Linked DNA regions of Mus musculus: region 2 is linked to region 1. The links are chromatin contacts, called in public Hi-C maps. All regions are on one chromosome and are shown on one strand. Each heading gives the region's core, a stretch centred on a gene start, on an enhancer-like site or on the middle of the called end of the contact. The rest is flanking DNA. Distances are from core to core; before and after follow the strand shown. Region 1 holds the start of Nfatc2 (nuclear factor of activated T cells, cytoplasmic, calcineurin dependent 2). Region 2 has its middle 14 kb from the start of Mir7004.

Region 1 (7,057 bases), core at 2,339-4,838:
GCATGCTCACGGCGCACATGCCCATACACGGTTACATACACAAACACACAGTTAAAAATAAAATATTATTCTGGGGGGCGGGGAGGAGGTATGGGATATGGAGTAGTCGGAGGGTGAATCCGGAGAAGGGGAATAAAATATGGAGTGTAAAAAATAAATTAATTTAAAAAAATATTATTCTAAAAAAAAGGCGAAGATGGCTACCATGTTCATTTTTATGTAATCTTCTACTTGAGGTACCAGCCAGTGCACCCGAAAAAGACAAGTCAAGAGAGGCCTGAGAGCCGGGCGTGGTGGCGCACGCCTTTAATCCCAGCACTTGGGAGGCAGAGGCAGGCGAATTTCTGAGTTCGAGGCCAGCCTGGTCTACAAAGTGAGTTCCAGGACAGCCAGAGCTACTCAGAGAAACCCTGTCTCGAAAAACAAAAACAAACAAACAAAAAAAAGAAAAACCAAAAGAGAGGCCTGAGAAGGGGCGAGACAGTTCAGCGTGTGCAGAGCTGGGTCTTTTCGTCCTGGTATCCTCAGGCTCGGACATGGTAGGTGATTAGGAAATCGGCTGGATGAGTGCCTGGTTCACGCTGGCTGTGAAAGCACGGGTTTAATAAATGCTAGGCAAAGCCCACAGGGGTTGAGTTCAGTGGCTTAACTCACTCCAGCCATTTACATGTCAAATGACTTGCCCTAGCCCACCACCCCTGTCTTCAGTTCCATGCTTGCCATAGCCCCATGGACCAAGTGTCTCCCATCCTATCCAGGGGAGGAGCCAGAGGCCTCCCATAGTGGTTCAAAGCCTGGGCTCTGACTTCAGCTCTGCCTTTTATAAAAACTTTAAACACACACACACACATGAGAGAGAGAGAGAGAGAGAGAGAGCGCATGTGCCTTTAAGTTCTCCTCTGTAAACCAGGAGTCAAATGCAGAAGCTGCCTGCAGGCGTGAGAGGTGTACCCACGGCTGCTGGTCAGGCCTCCCCAAACTTCCCTTTGTGCCTTTACTACTTTTCATATAGCATCTGTCTCACTGTTGACCCTTTTTCTGCTGTGGATTTGTGCCAGGCTCCTGCCCAGCTAATTTAAGGCTCATCACCAGGATGCTATCATCCCAGACGAAGGCCTAGTACCAAGATAAAGATCAGATCCGCTCTCGGGGAGTCCTGCCATGAAGACACAGAGAAGGGTGACCTCCAGAGCTGAAGCACGTCACATCTGCCTCCCAGGGCTCTGAAGTCCCTTCTGAGCAGCTTGACAACACCCACGCTTCCCCAACAGATTCCCAGAGCGTCACTAGCCGCACCTGAGCAAGGGTCTCACCTGGTGACTTTCCTAAGAACACAACTTGGAAGAGGGTTGCCAGGGAGAAGAAACTCACGTCCCCTGAGGGAAAGGTCAGGTCAACAGCTGTGAATCAGGCTGACAGCAGGACAGGAGAAGGGAATGGCCCCACATGCTGTGATCTTCCGAACATCTCTAGCCCTAATCTAACCATGAGGAACACATCACAGAAATAAAATAAAGCAGGGGTGGCACAGGCCTGTGACCCCAACTCTGAGGATGCAGTGGCAGGAAGCTGTCTAGTTCCAGGCCAGCCTGAGCTATGTGATACCCTGTCACAGAAATAAATTAAATAGGCTATATATAAGGTATTTATAGCACCTATTTCTAACACAGTGCTTCAAGGCTATCACACACACACACATACACACACACACACACACACACACACACACACTCACTGAAAAAGCATGGGCTTTTCTCAATGACAAAGTATCAGTATCAAACCGATACACCATGCTGATGTATGCCTTGCGGGAAGGGGTCTTGGATATCTGGGAACTCTGTGTTACTATCTCAGTGCTTCTACAAACGGAAAACTGGAACCCCCAAATAAAGTATATTATTAAAAACACAACAATAACACAGGGTACCAGGCTTTCCCATGGTCATTAAGCCACCCATCTGCTGGCCACGGAGCTCTGCTTGCCAAGAAAAACTATAAAAAGCACCTCCCACCAGATTTGGCTTGGAAACTATTTCCCCGGAAATCCTCACCCTCCACCCTCACCTAGAGAGAGAGAGAGAGAGAGAGAGAGAGAGAGAGAGAGAGCCTGAGAGAGGAGTGTGAATTCCCTGCCAGCTAGATAGGACTTTAATCTTAATGAATACACAGCCCACTGATGTGTGTGAATGGCTCACAGATTGCTAACTGTGTCTTTTCAAGGGAAACCTGTCCCTAGAACGGACCTCTAAAAAACATGAACACTGGCTCTTTGACTATTATTATCATCTCTAGCTGAAACGTAAAAATCGTCACTAAAGCAAGTCCCTCCCCAAAGGTTGTCCGTGAGGACCCTGCTGGAAGAAAGGGTTAATGCCACCAGGACTCTGCAACTCCCCAGCCTGGCATCAAAACCCTTCCTACGCACCAGGCACCAGATGCCCGCAAGCCCGCAGCCACTGAGGCATCTGGAAGCTGCCAGCAGGCTTGCCCCTGAGCCTGCCGCAGGCAAGGGCTGGGCTGTCAAAATCAGGAAACCTGGTTAGGTTTTCTTGTTTGCTCCCAGGCAACAAGTTTTCTAACCAGAAAATGCAATGTGAAGCTGGGCATAAAGCCTGCTACCGCCTCTGACAGATGCTGTTAAATGCTGGAGTGACAGAGGCGTTGCCCAGCCCCCAGCAATAGGGGGCCAGACTAAACTTCAGCAGAAATAGCCGGTCCTCCTCTCCCAGGTGCCCCATCCATGAGAGCATGGGTGAGGGGCTGGTGAAAGCTCACTTAGTAACCTGGTCCACCTGCAACGACTGGTAAACTCGGAGAGGAAATGGGCCAGCCTCCTGGCACCAGAGGCAAACCACCCTCAAGCATGAGACAGAGCCTCTTCCTTAGTTTCAACACAAAGTCCCCAACAACCGGCTCCCAGGATGCCGCAGGCTCACTGTCTCACAGCCTCAGGGGTAAGACTGTCAGGCTCAGCTGCAGCCTCTCTGACATCCTTGGGCACACGCCCCTCTACCTCTACCGAAGCCACTCTCAGAAAGCAAAAACATCTCCTCTACAGCCTCTGGGCTGAACTAGGGAGCTAACCATCCTTTGTTATACTGACAGTGACCCTCAACCTCCTGGAAATCTCCCCCCTCCCCCATGGTGTGGCCACTCTGGCTCCCCTCCCTGTCACTAGGGCAGGAGCAACCCCTGCTGCAGGCTCCAGGAGGAAGCCCTGCATCGGGTCCCTAGGCCCTGTCCCCGCCAGGGCTCTAGGACTAAGCTTGGGGAGCCTCTACCGACCTTCGATAGGGTTCAGATAGTCATAATCGAAGAGGATGGAAAAGTCCAGCTCGTCTTGGGGACTGCCCCCGGGCTCGTGGCCGGGGCCGTCCCCGCCATCGGGGTCGGGCTGCGGCTCCGGGACGTCCATGGCTCGGGGCGTTCGGGATGCGGGTTCGTATAGAGTCGCGGGGCGCAGAGCAGGGGTCACCGTATCTGTGGCGCACGGTGAGGCCGAGGATGGCTCACGGCGCAGTGGGTCCTGGACGCGTCCGGGGAGCGGGTGGCGGCGCGAGCTTCCTGCTCAAGGCACCTGTTGCAGCCTGGAGGGGGCGGGGACGGCGGTGGCTGGTGGGGCGGGGCGCCGCCCGGACGGGGAGGGGCACCGCCCGGTCTGGCCTGAGCGACAGGCCCAGACAACTTCTGCTTCACCTGCTGCTGTCTGACCCAGGGTCCGGTCAGAAGCTGTTGCCTGCGAGCTCTACCTTAGGGACCACTCGCTGAGCCTTTCCCGATTCCTAGGAGAGGGGCGCCCTGTCTTCTTGGGGATGCCCACAGCTATGGCTCATGCCAAAGTGTCTGTCTCTGATTTGCAAGCTCTAAACTCAATTGACCAGGCCTGGGCCACCTACCACGTGCCACCCAGCATATAGCAGCCACTGTGGGCCGGTTGGGACAAATTAGGGATAAAGATCATCACCCCTTTTGATAACCAGGAGAGAAACCAGCAGAAGCTGCGAAGGCTTTGGCGCCAGAGGGAAGTGACACGCGAAGTTTGATTCATGATGATCTGGGGACCCTGTCCTGGTAGTGAGAACAGGAAGTGGTCTGGTGTGTGGGAGGCAGGGCTGACAGGTAACCTGTACTTCCGGCTGACGGAAGATGTAGATTACCAGGCTCCTCCTCGGGTCTCTCAGTTCCTAGTCTGGATTCAAACCCAATATTATGGAATTTTGATCAAGCCCCTAAGGCAGAGGTTTGGGGTGACTGCTGAAGAACCCAGGGCCACCCTCCAAAGAGACTCCCAGTTAACAACTTCTCAGAGCAAGAAACAAGGTAGCAAAGCGGAGATGGGCAGTGCTCCCTGATAACCCCCACCCCCACCCCAGCATGATAACAGTCACCAAAACAGCTTTTAAAAGCCAGGCTCCGCTGCAACTGCAACCTCAAGAGAGGAGGTGATAAGACCAAAGATCAGAAGTCTAGGTGGGTGGAGCCCTCTGGTCCTGGTCACCCAAGCTTGGTGACAATGACTGCACTCCTGCCTGGCAAGCATTCTTCAGGGGGAGCCACTTCTCCACTGAGGAGGTGTATCTCAAGCCATCCATCACTGAGATGGGTGTGGTTGGTTAGGCAAACTGATAGTCCCAGTACCAGAGAGGCAAAGACAATAGGATTGCCTCATTTGAGGTCAGCCTGGGCTACAGAGGGAGAGAACTAGTCTTGCCACCAAAACCAAACCACTCTCATCTTTCTTTTCGGAAATCTTTGCTGAGTAACTGCTGCAGATGCTGAGATGCGGGCTACTGCAAGGCTATCCTGCTACCCTGGTCACAGGACACAGATGTAAAGAGCTGTGAGCAGGCTTTTCTAAACTCCCCAACACACTACAATCCAGTGGAGCCTGGTTAAAAGCTCCAGGTTCCAGGCTTACAGAGTACCTTCTGGCTGTCAGGGCATAAAGGAGAATTGTAGTGGGAGCATCCAAATGTCTTAGGGGTGGGGACTCCAGCCAAGACCTTGATCTCTAGAAGGAAATGCATCTTCTCCCCAGGTCCTTATGACAGGGACCCAAGGTTGGACTCTGAAATTTGGCCAAGGAAACACAAGAGAAGCACTACAGTAGAAATGAGCGAGCTCTTGAATCCTCTGCCACCCCCACTCATCCCTTGCTAACCTTCTGCTCTAGTGGTCCTCAACCTCCCTAACGCTGCAACCAACCCCCTAATACAGTTCCTCATGCTATGGTGACCTCCCAACCATGAAGTTATTTTTGTTGCTACTTCATGCTGAAATGTTGCTACTGTTGTGAATCATAATGTAAACACCTGTGTTTTCCAATGGTCTTTAGGTGACCCTGGAGAAAGGGTCTTTTGACATACCCGAAGGGGTCAGTCATGACCCACAGGTTGAGAATGGCTGCTCTATCCCATGATGACTAAATGCTTCTGGTCAAGCTGGTGTCTATTGCCTGTGCCTGTCCAGAATCTGTCTGCCTTTATTCTGTTAACTGTTCCCCGAGGCTGTTCAACTGAACCCAGGGCCTCACAAGTGTGAGGCAAGTATTCTTCCACTGAACTATATATACTCCAGCCCCTGGGAGCTGCTCTTAAGATAATCTTGGTAGACATATAACACAGTTGTCCCATCATGCCTGTCAAGGAAGAGAATGAAAGACCCACACGTGGCCAATCAGGGAATTGTATCTCCAAAGACCTATGAGAGCCACGAAGGTGGTCCATGACCATCTTATTCATAACCTGACATACAGTGGATAGACATATGAATGGAGCTTGGATAGATGCTTGAATATGAATACAGACATGTTTAGATGAACAGATGGACAGATGGATGGGTGGATGGATAGATGGGTGGTTGTTTAGATGGGTAGATAGATAGATAGATAGATAGATAGATAGATAGATAGATAGATAGATAGATAGAAGATAGAGGAGTGGGTAGGTGGATTGGTATATGGATGGGTAAACGGGACAGCTGAATGGGTGGAGGGAAACAGGGATGAATAGATGTCACAACTCTTTGTATCTATAAGTTTCCCTTTAACTATCCTCCTCTCTGAAGCTAAACCTCTATAAACTGCCAGGACTGCCCTCCAATCTCCTCTTACTGTGCCCAAGAGCAAGCTAAGCTAATGAAGAGAAGATGGCTTCTCCGCTGACAGAATGCTTCCCACATGCCAGCCTTGGGAACAGCCAGACCTCATGCAGAACACTAACTTGGTCATCCTCTGGAAAAGCAGGCATCTTCTCAGACCAATGCCAGCAGGGCAAGCCCTCTGTGGACTGAGCTACCGCCGGAGCCATTAGAGTCAAGCTCCACTGGCTTCCTGGTCTTTGCCTATGTCCTCAGGCCCAGTGTCCCCAGGACACAGAAGAATGACAATGAGATAATGGACCCAGTGCTTCCCCCTGGGGGACAGATGAGGACAAAATATGAGAAAAGCCACTCCATGGTTGGCTGGTGCGATGGCACGGGACTGGTAGACTAGAGGCTGTGACGATCAATGTCACTTTGCAAGGCCCAGGCATAGGTTTCTACAAACATTCCATCTGACTTGCTGGCTCCAGAGACACACTGCATGCACATGGTGTTTTTAAAAGAGGGAAGAACCTGTTCTCTGTACAGGGAAACAACCTGCTGAGTTCATCAGAGAGTCCCTGAAAAAGGTAACAGATAAAAATAACAATAAAATGCATATTAATAAGGTGCTATACAGATGAGGAGCTGGGGCTTGTACATGCACACACACACACACACACGCACGCGCACACACACACACACACACATACACACTTCCAAACTGACCTTCCAGAAGGCCAATAGCTCTCACAGGTACAAACACAAATGTCTCACTAGAGCTGGTGCTAAAGACTAAATAAGACCAACCAACTCAAAGTCCCTGGGTCTCATTTGATCTCTTCCTAGAGTACAGAATGCTGGCCTTTTCTGTGCCGCTGTTTCCTTTGCTGCCAACCGGAGGAGCAGTCAGCATCACCCTCCTGGAGTGTAACAGGCACAGACACCAGCACCCCACACTTGGGAGGACCTTGAA
Region 2 (7,057 bases), core at 1,230-3,729, 35 kb after region 1:
TGCTAGTTAATACTAATTGTTTAAATAGCAATGTGCCAGACCCATTTGCTGTGGCCGGGTTGTCTTTGCACTCCAGCCCAACCACATGTCGGGACTCTCAGTGCAGCTCTGAACTTACCAAGCTGTTTTGTAAAGTAGTGTGTGTTGCGTCCACCTCGGCCGGCAAGGAAGACACAACACGGTCGATTCTTCTCAACAGCCTTTATTGCAGGAACGCCTCAATGCTCCTACGGGGACCCCGGGAACCCACGGAGGTCTGCCTATATGCTCTCAGCCCCCATCCACTCACGGCAGGCCACGTCACCTCACCAGGCACGCAGCTTCAGCCAATCAGGGCGTCAGGGGCATATCTCCACCAAATATGGACTTGTTTACACCACCAGCATCATGGTGCACCTGTGCAGCTCTCACGATGGTCGTGGCTTATTTTCAGGTGTATGAAGAAGTCAGGTGCAAGTTATAAGACTTAGCTGCAGTCCCCGGCGCCATCTTGGGACTGCTGCCACATCCGCTCCTCACAAGTGGGCGCATCTCACACCCAGGAGCAGCGTGGGAGTCCTCACTGCTCCACATCCTTGTCAACGCTTGCCACATCCCTTTTACTTTAGCCATCTGTGAGTACAAGGCACAGTATCACTAAGGATGGGTAAGCCATTTCTCCCAATGCAAATCCAACCCCCGCCATACAGGAACCAGCAAGGAAACTCACCAAGGGTGCAACAGGACTAGGTCCACCATACACACTTGGCTGTGTCATAGATAGTTTTTAAAAAGTTGAAAACGACTAAGAAAGTTGTCAAACATTTTGAGCTCTAAGAGTCAAGGGAATGTCTTTGGCCAGGTCGGGCCTGCGTGTTCTAATCTTTCCAGTACGTGGACACCTCTAGCGTACAGGAAAATGTCAGTTGTACCGCAAGGCTCGCTGGCCTTCATATCCCCTCTGCTCTATTGCTGTTCACCCACCTACCATCCCTGCCTACCTCAGAAACTGAGCTTCACCGAGGAAGGCCGCATTCCCAATCTGATCGTAATCCAGGTGTAGCAATGGGAATGTTTGACCAAGATGTTGTTTGCAGAAATGATCCACAGCGGAGTCTGGAAAGGTCCCACATCACAGAGAACGCCCACCTCCTTCCTCACTTCCCTGATGCTGAGCCGTCAGAGACTCCCACAACCATATCGGGTCACGGGAATGATGGCCCTGCTTGGGCTTCTGTGGTGGTCTGAGTGAGAATGGCCTCCATAGGCACATCCATCTGAATGCTTAGTTGTCATTTTGTTGAACTGTTTGGGAAGGATTAGGAGGTGTGACCTCATTGGAGGAAGTGTGTTACTGAAAGTAGGTTTTGAGATTCCAGAAGTCCACACCATGCCCAGTCTCGCTCTGCCTGCAGCTTGAGGATCAGGAGTTAGCTCTCAGGTCCTTTTCCAGCAACATGCCTGTCTGCCCACTCCCTGCCATGATGATGATGATGATAGACCAAGTTTCTGAGGCTGTAAGCGAGCCCCCAGTTGAATGCTTTCCTCTGTAAGTTGCCTTGGTCATGGTACCTCTTCACAGCCATACAACAGTGAGTAAGACAGTTTCTAATGACAATCCAAGCCTGCACTATTCCCATGGACTTCCTAACCCCAGCCTCCTCTTAGATAAGAAGTATTCTAGGTCATTTCTGTTGCTGTGATAAAATACCTTAGCAAAAGGCAACAAGGAAGAGAAAGGGTTTGCTTGTCTGACAATTCCAGGTCACAGTCCATCACTGAGGGGAGGCTAAGACAGGAACTCAAGCAGCTAGCCACAGTCAAGAGCAGAGGAAAATGGGGTGCCCTCATACCACCCGATTGCTTGTGTTTTACTAAATTGGCTTTCTCCACTCTTACATAGTTCAGAGCCTGCTGCCTAGGGAATGTGCCGCCCATAATGGACTGGGTCTTTCCATATTAATTAACAATCAAAACAACCCCCCATAGACTTGCCCACGGGTCAACCTGGTCTGAACAGTCTCTGGGCAAACCTCTCTTGCAGGTGGTTCTAGATTGTGGAGAATTGACAGCTAAGACTAACCAGCGCAGGGAACAGGTCCCATCTGATTTGTGTTGTTAGGGAATTTTTTATGACGTCAGGTATCTTCCTCTTGGTTGTGCCTTCTTAGTACTATATGAACCCTCAGGGTTTGCTCATCTACAGTGGGGCTTGGCATACCTGCCCTGTGAGATGCAGGTGTATGTGGGGTGTGACATGGGACAGAAAGGCAGAAACCCCACTCAAGCTCCTGAGTCCCCCAGGTCCTGTTCTCTGCTCCACGATGTAACGCCTGCATTGCATGATTTAAAGTAGTTGCATGGTTTCCTGCTGTGTATATTTCACCAGACTTTATAAAACACTGAACTAAGCAAAGGAATAGCCTTCTGGTGTCAGGAAGGCTTGCTGAGTTCCTGCTCTGGGTCAGATCCTAGCAGCTAAAGGACAGTCTGGGATCTAGTTCCCCTTCCCTCCTCCCCCAGGGACTCCAGAAGCAGAAGTCAGAGACAAAGCTACCGTCCCCATGTGGACACCAGCCAATCCCTCCCCATCTCGTCTCCCAAGCTTTGGAATTTATTAAACTCAAGCAAATTCTGCCTTCTGTTTTATTAATGAATGTTTTAATGTAAAAAGAAAAAAAAAACTTTGAAATCATTTTCCAGTTTGATTGCTTCCATGCGGTCTCTCCCAAAACCCTGAGCACACAGATTCCTGGACAGGCAACTTTACTTTCTCTGTGGTCACACAGACCTCAGCCCTACAGGGGACTGTGACCCAGCTGGGTGCCCAGCCAGCCCGGCACACCCCAGGTGACATGCACACAGAGGTGAGGCATTGTCTGCCTTGGAGCAAAGACTCTAGGCCACAGGCCTGATAACCTACAACGATCAAGGCAGATGATGTCTAGAGTGCCAGGCAGGGGCCAGTTTTGACAAGGATCACAGAGCTTTAGGTGCAGGCTGGGGGTGGGGGTGCGGGTAGGGGTGGGGTTGTGATAGCAATGTCTCTGCCTACCCACTAAAGATGCCTGTGAAAAGAACCTTGCCATGTCTGCACCCCCAGCCTCGTCACCTCATTGCTGACTCTTAGAACTGGTGAGGAACTAAAGCTCAGAGAGGTTAGGCAACTGGCCCCAGGTCACTCAGAGAGAAAGTCAAGGGACTAGCATTCTAACTGGGGTTATATCAAGCCCACCTGGCCTCTGACCCCCAATGCCAGTGCGCCTTCAGTGTGACAATGATTTCCTTTATGCCTCTGCTCCATCTATCTAAGAAGTGTTGTGCTATGTGTGTCTGGGGATGGGGGGGCATACGTGTGTGCCTAAGCACACACATTCACATGGGTGACCATAGCAACATTGGTGTCTTCCACAAAAGCTCTCCTCCTTGTTCTCATGAGACAGGGTCTCTCCCTTAATCTGAAGATTGCTGATTCTCCTAGGCTGGCTGGCAACGAGGCCTGGAGCTGCCATCCTCCGCCCTCCCCCAGAGGTTGCTCGAGGTCCGGGGCTGGTGTGCATAGTTCTTAGCAGGGTTCTGGGGAATCCAAACGCAGGTCTCGTAGTGTGCACAGCAATCACTTTACAGACTGAGTCGGCTCCCCTGCTCCTGCAGGCCTTTGGCTGCCTCTCCTTCCACCCAGGCTGCCCTAGCAGAGCAGAGGCTCCGTGGCTCTGTGTGTGCTGGCCCAGCTCTTGGAGGCCCTGGGCCATTTTCTCTAATGCGCCTGCTGCTGATGAGCCGCCTGACAATATTATGCTAAGTTATGTGCATACAAAGTGGCATCTTAGATTCTAATTACCAGCAGCATCTTTGAAGGATTCCTGCTTCATTTCCAGAGCAATCACCCACCTCAGTGTCTCTGGCTGATGAGCTGTTCGGGGGCCAACTGCCTGCCTGGCCCAGCCCCGTTGGAATCCGCAGGGCTCTGGGTGTCATTAGCGGCTCCGATTTGCCTCTCTACAAATCTGTTTCATATATAAGGACAAACGAGGACACATTCTTGCCCGTCTTTAGGACACTTGCTGCATTCTTCCCGAAGCCGGCTCTTCTTTCTTCAGGGGAGGGGGGTGGGTAATCTGAATGCGGCCTGGGCGCCGCAGTTCTGACTGCACAAGGCTTTGCCTTCGAAACTTGACCCAAAGGAGCACACTAGGGACAGGGACACACTCGGTGGGGGTTTCCTCTGCATGTTCTTCCTATATGCCATGTTTAGTTCCAAGAGGCTGATCAGCTCTGCATCAGAACTTGAGAAAGAAGCCACCTCAGCCGCCAGCCATCTAGGCCGAGCAAGGCTCTTTCATGTATGCCTAGAAAGCAAGCACATGTCTCATCCAAACTCTCCATTTCATAGTCAACTGGGCTGACATGCAACACCTGGTCTGGGCAGGACAGCCTGCAGAGGGTCTCATGTGAGGCCCCCTGGTTAGGGGTAGAGGTGGGACAAGGAGGGAAGAAGAACAGGACACAGCTCAAGTGCAGAACGCTATGTCTAACGCTATAGACCTCCTCGGCCTGGAGGCCAAGTTCTACATCTCAGCTCTCCTCCCGTGAGCCTTTCCAACATGCCTCGTGCTTCCTACCCCAGGGCCTTTACACATCACTGCTGGAACACTCTTCCCTTCTTTCCAGGTCCAGGTAGCTGATTTCCAGCCTCTCTCTGCCCCTCATCACCTCCCATCCATTACAGTTCCCCTAGATCTGTCTTCTTTATCAACCTCATCTCCACCAGGTACTGGAATTGTATCTGTTGGTGGACTGCATGCCACACACACACACACACACACACACACACACACACACACACACACAGAGAGAGAGAGAGAGAGAGAGAGAGAGAGAAGAGAGAGAGAAATGGTGTCATTCCTCCAAGAACAGGATTAGTGTTTCCTCACACACAGTAGGTACTCTGTCTCCACAGGGTAGAAAAAAATAGTACCCAAACTTCAGCATAATCTATCCACCCTCCGCCCCTCCTCCACTTTCTTTATGCTGGACTTCCCAGTCTTTCTCAAAGGAAAGACCCCCCAGGTTGATGGCCCAACAGAGACAATCTAATCTCTCTCTCTTCATTCTCCTCTGAACTCAGAACGTCAAGTTCTCCATATGGACAGACAGAGCCCATAGCCACACGCAAAGAAAGGGACCTGGCTTGTGCCCAAGCCCAGGTCGTGGGTGACTTCATGGTGACTCAGTTACCCTGGCTTCTAGGGGAGTCTGTTTCAGACTCAAACCTCACCGTGTAAGAGAGGGTGGAGCTCTGCCCTGGCATCCAGGCCAGCAGGCAACAGTCGGTAAAGATGTATGGAACAGGTCACTCATAAAAGAGGGGGGCAGGGCGGGGAGAAACCCCAGCGCTGGGCTTTGGAGGAAACCCGATCTGGTACTTCGTGATCCTCCAAAAATTCACCAGCCCCCCAAAGTGCTGAAGCTGCCCCTCCAACCGCAGCCACATGGGGATGAAACCAAATCCCATGGAAAGATTTGGAAAAAAAAAAATTATGCAATGTTTGGGTGAAAAAAAAAAAAAAGGCGGGGAAGTAAGAGGAGGTATCAGGGAAGGGGGGAAAAATAACCAACTCAACTTTTTCCCAGAGCCCAACAGGGTTATTTCTGTCTTTTAATGATAGATTCCCCATGGCTTCTAGGGTAGTTTGGAGAGGCACGAAGGCGGGGCCCGCTAGGTTATGTAACCCATTTAAAGTCGGAAATTAGCAAGGCCTGAATGAATCCTGTTACTGTATTCCGACTTCTGGAAAGCCTGGAGCCCGACAGTTCTATTTTGAGGTGAACCAATCCATCACTCCCAGGTCACCTCACAAACACCACCAGGCCGCCTGTCACCCTGCAAAGTTTCATAACAAAAACAGCTGAAGTGCTCAGGGTATCGGAACATTGTGTCTCTAAACCAAATCACCCCAACAGGGAGTTGGCATGGCTGCCAGATGCCGGTGGCTCAAAAATGCAAATAGTTAATACCAAATTAATATTCATCGCCCGTACCCTCCCCTCTGCTTCCCGGCCATGGATTTTTTTAAAACATTATTAAGCACAGCAAAATAGTCTATATATCAACACGAAAAGAAATGTCTGTCTTTAACACTGCCTTGGGCCACGAAATAAACTCTGGAGGCCTGAAGGAAACTTGGGCAGCTCTAAGCAGGGCACCCATGACTTTCAGTCCTCGTGTGCCCCCTGGTGGCTGAGATGTGCAGGGGCGGCCAGGACAATATATCTCCTGGCAAGGGGGCCCTGAACTTCCCACCTGAGGTGCATGGGACCACTTTGCCCAGGGCATTGCTGCTGGTGCCAACAGCTAAGTCACCATTTTTTATCTGACACACGATGAAGAAAGTCCTTCCTGGGACCACACTGCTGACTAGACTGGCCAGCTGGATATTAGAACGTGCTTCCACACACAGGCCATTTTACAGGGTTATACAGGTGGCAAACGGGCATGGGCTCATTAGGCTGTGCAAGTTCTTTGTCATTGGTGGTCACATCTTAGTATGGGGTTCCCTGTGCACCCAGACCTCTGCCCACTGGGAGCCAGAAACTACTGAGTCACTGGAAGATAGCTTCTGACAATGTCACACATCTCCCAGGGACACAGTCTCCTCTGACTTAAGGCTCGATACGCTAAGGAGATACCAAATTCTTTGTTTTTAAACCTCCCGTGTACAAAGACAGAAGTGTGTTCCTGATGCTTCCATCCTCTGACTGAAAACAAAGAGAAACAGAAAACCTTTCGTGTCGCCTGTTCAAACGTGACGCTTCGGGCTTTTTTTTCATTTTTATCCATCAGGTTTGAAATCTGACATGTCACACAGTGAATCATGGTGTAGGGTAAGAATGGATGTGCACGGAGCATGGTGGCACATGCCTTTGATCCTAGCACCAGGGAGGCAGAAGAGGATGGGTTTCTGTGAGTTCAAGGCCAGCCAGGGCTATAAAGAGAAACCCTGTCCTAAATAAGCAAATAAATAAATAAAGCAAGGAAGCATTTGAGCATGTGCAGGTGCGTGTGTATGTGTGCACC

What was found. Hi-C and Micro-C count contacts between places; a contact is called where the count stands out from the background.
Region 2: a contact with region 1 is called in a Hi-C map of cerebral cortex, with 1.7 times the contacts expected there. The contact joins the enhancer-like site here to the promoter of Nfatc2 in region 1. A contact is called at or near these places in 16 of 39 promoter capture datasets (the 3T3-L1 cell line, the HPC-7 cell line, HPC-7-derived erythroid cells and 10 more), 1 of 15 datasets of contacts at CTCF or cohesin (CD8 T cells), 14 of 484 Hi-C or Micro-C datasets (CD8 central memory T cells, the N1E-115 cell line, Th1 cells and 8 more), 6 of 115 datasets of contacts at active chromatin or transcription factors (CD8 T cells, the SCID.adh cell line, embryonic stem cells and 1 more) and 3 of 9 other capture datasets (liver, macrophages and pancreatic islet).

Annotation. Positions count from the first base shown.
Region 1 is chr2:168,586,777-168,593,833 of GRCm38.p6, forward strand. It overlaps Nfatc2 (nuclear factor of activated T cells, cytoplasmic, calcineurin dependent 2), which reads right to left and starts at 3,589. Exons shown (of 11, transcript NM_001136073.2): 1 at 3,286-3,589. The coding sequence starts at 3,415.
Region 2 is chr2:168,622,787-168,629,843 of GRCm38.p6, forward strand. No RefSeq gene overlaps it. Among named protein-coding and RNA genes, the nearest start is that of Mir7004, 14 kb to the right of the region's middle. Within about 2 kb of position 2,480, at least 28 of the 459 cell types and tissues checked have an H3K27ac peak or open chromatin away from gene starts, as enhancers often do. A contact at or near this core is called in the SCID.adh cell line, bone marrow-derived macrophages and cerebral cortex, where this site is marked.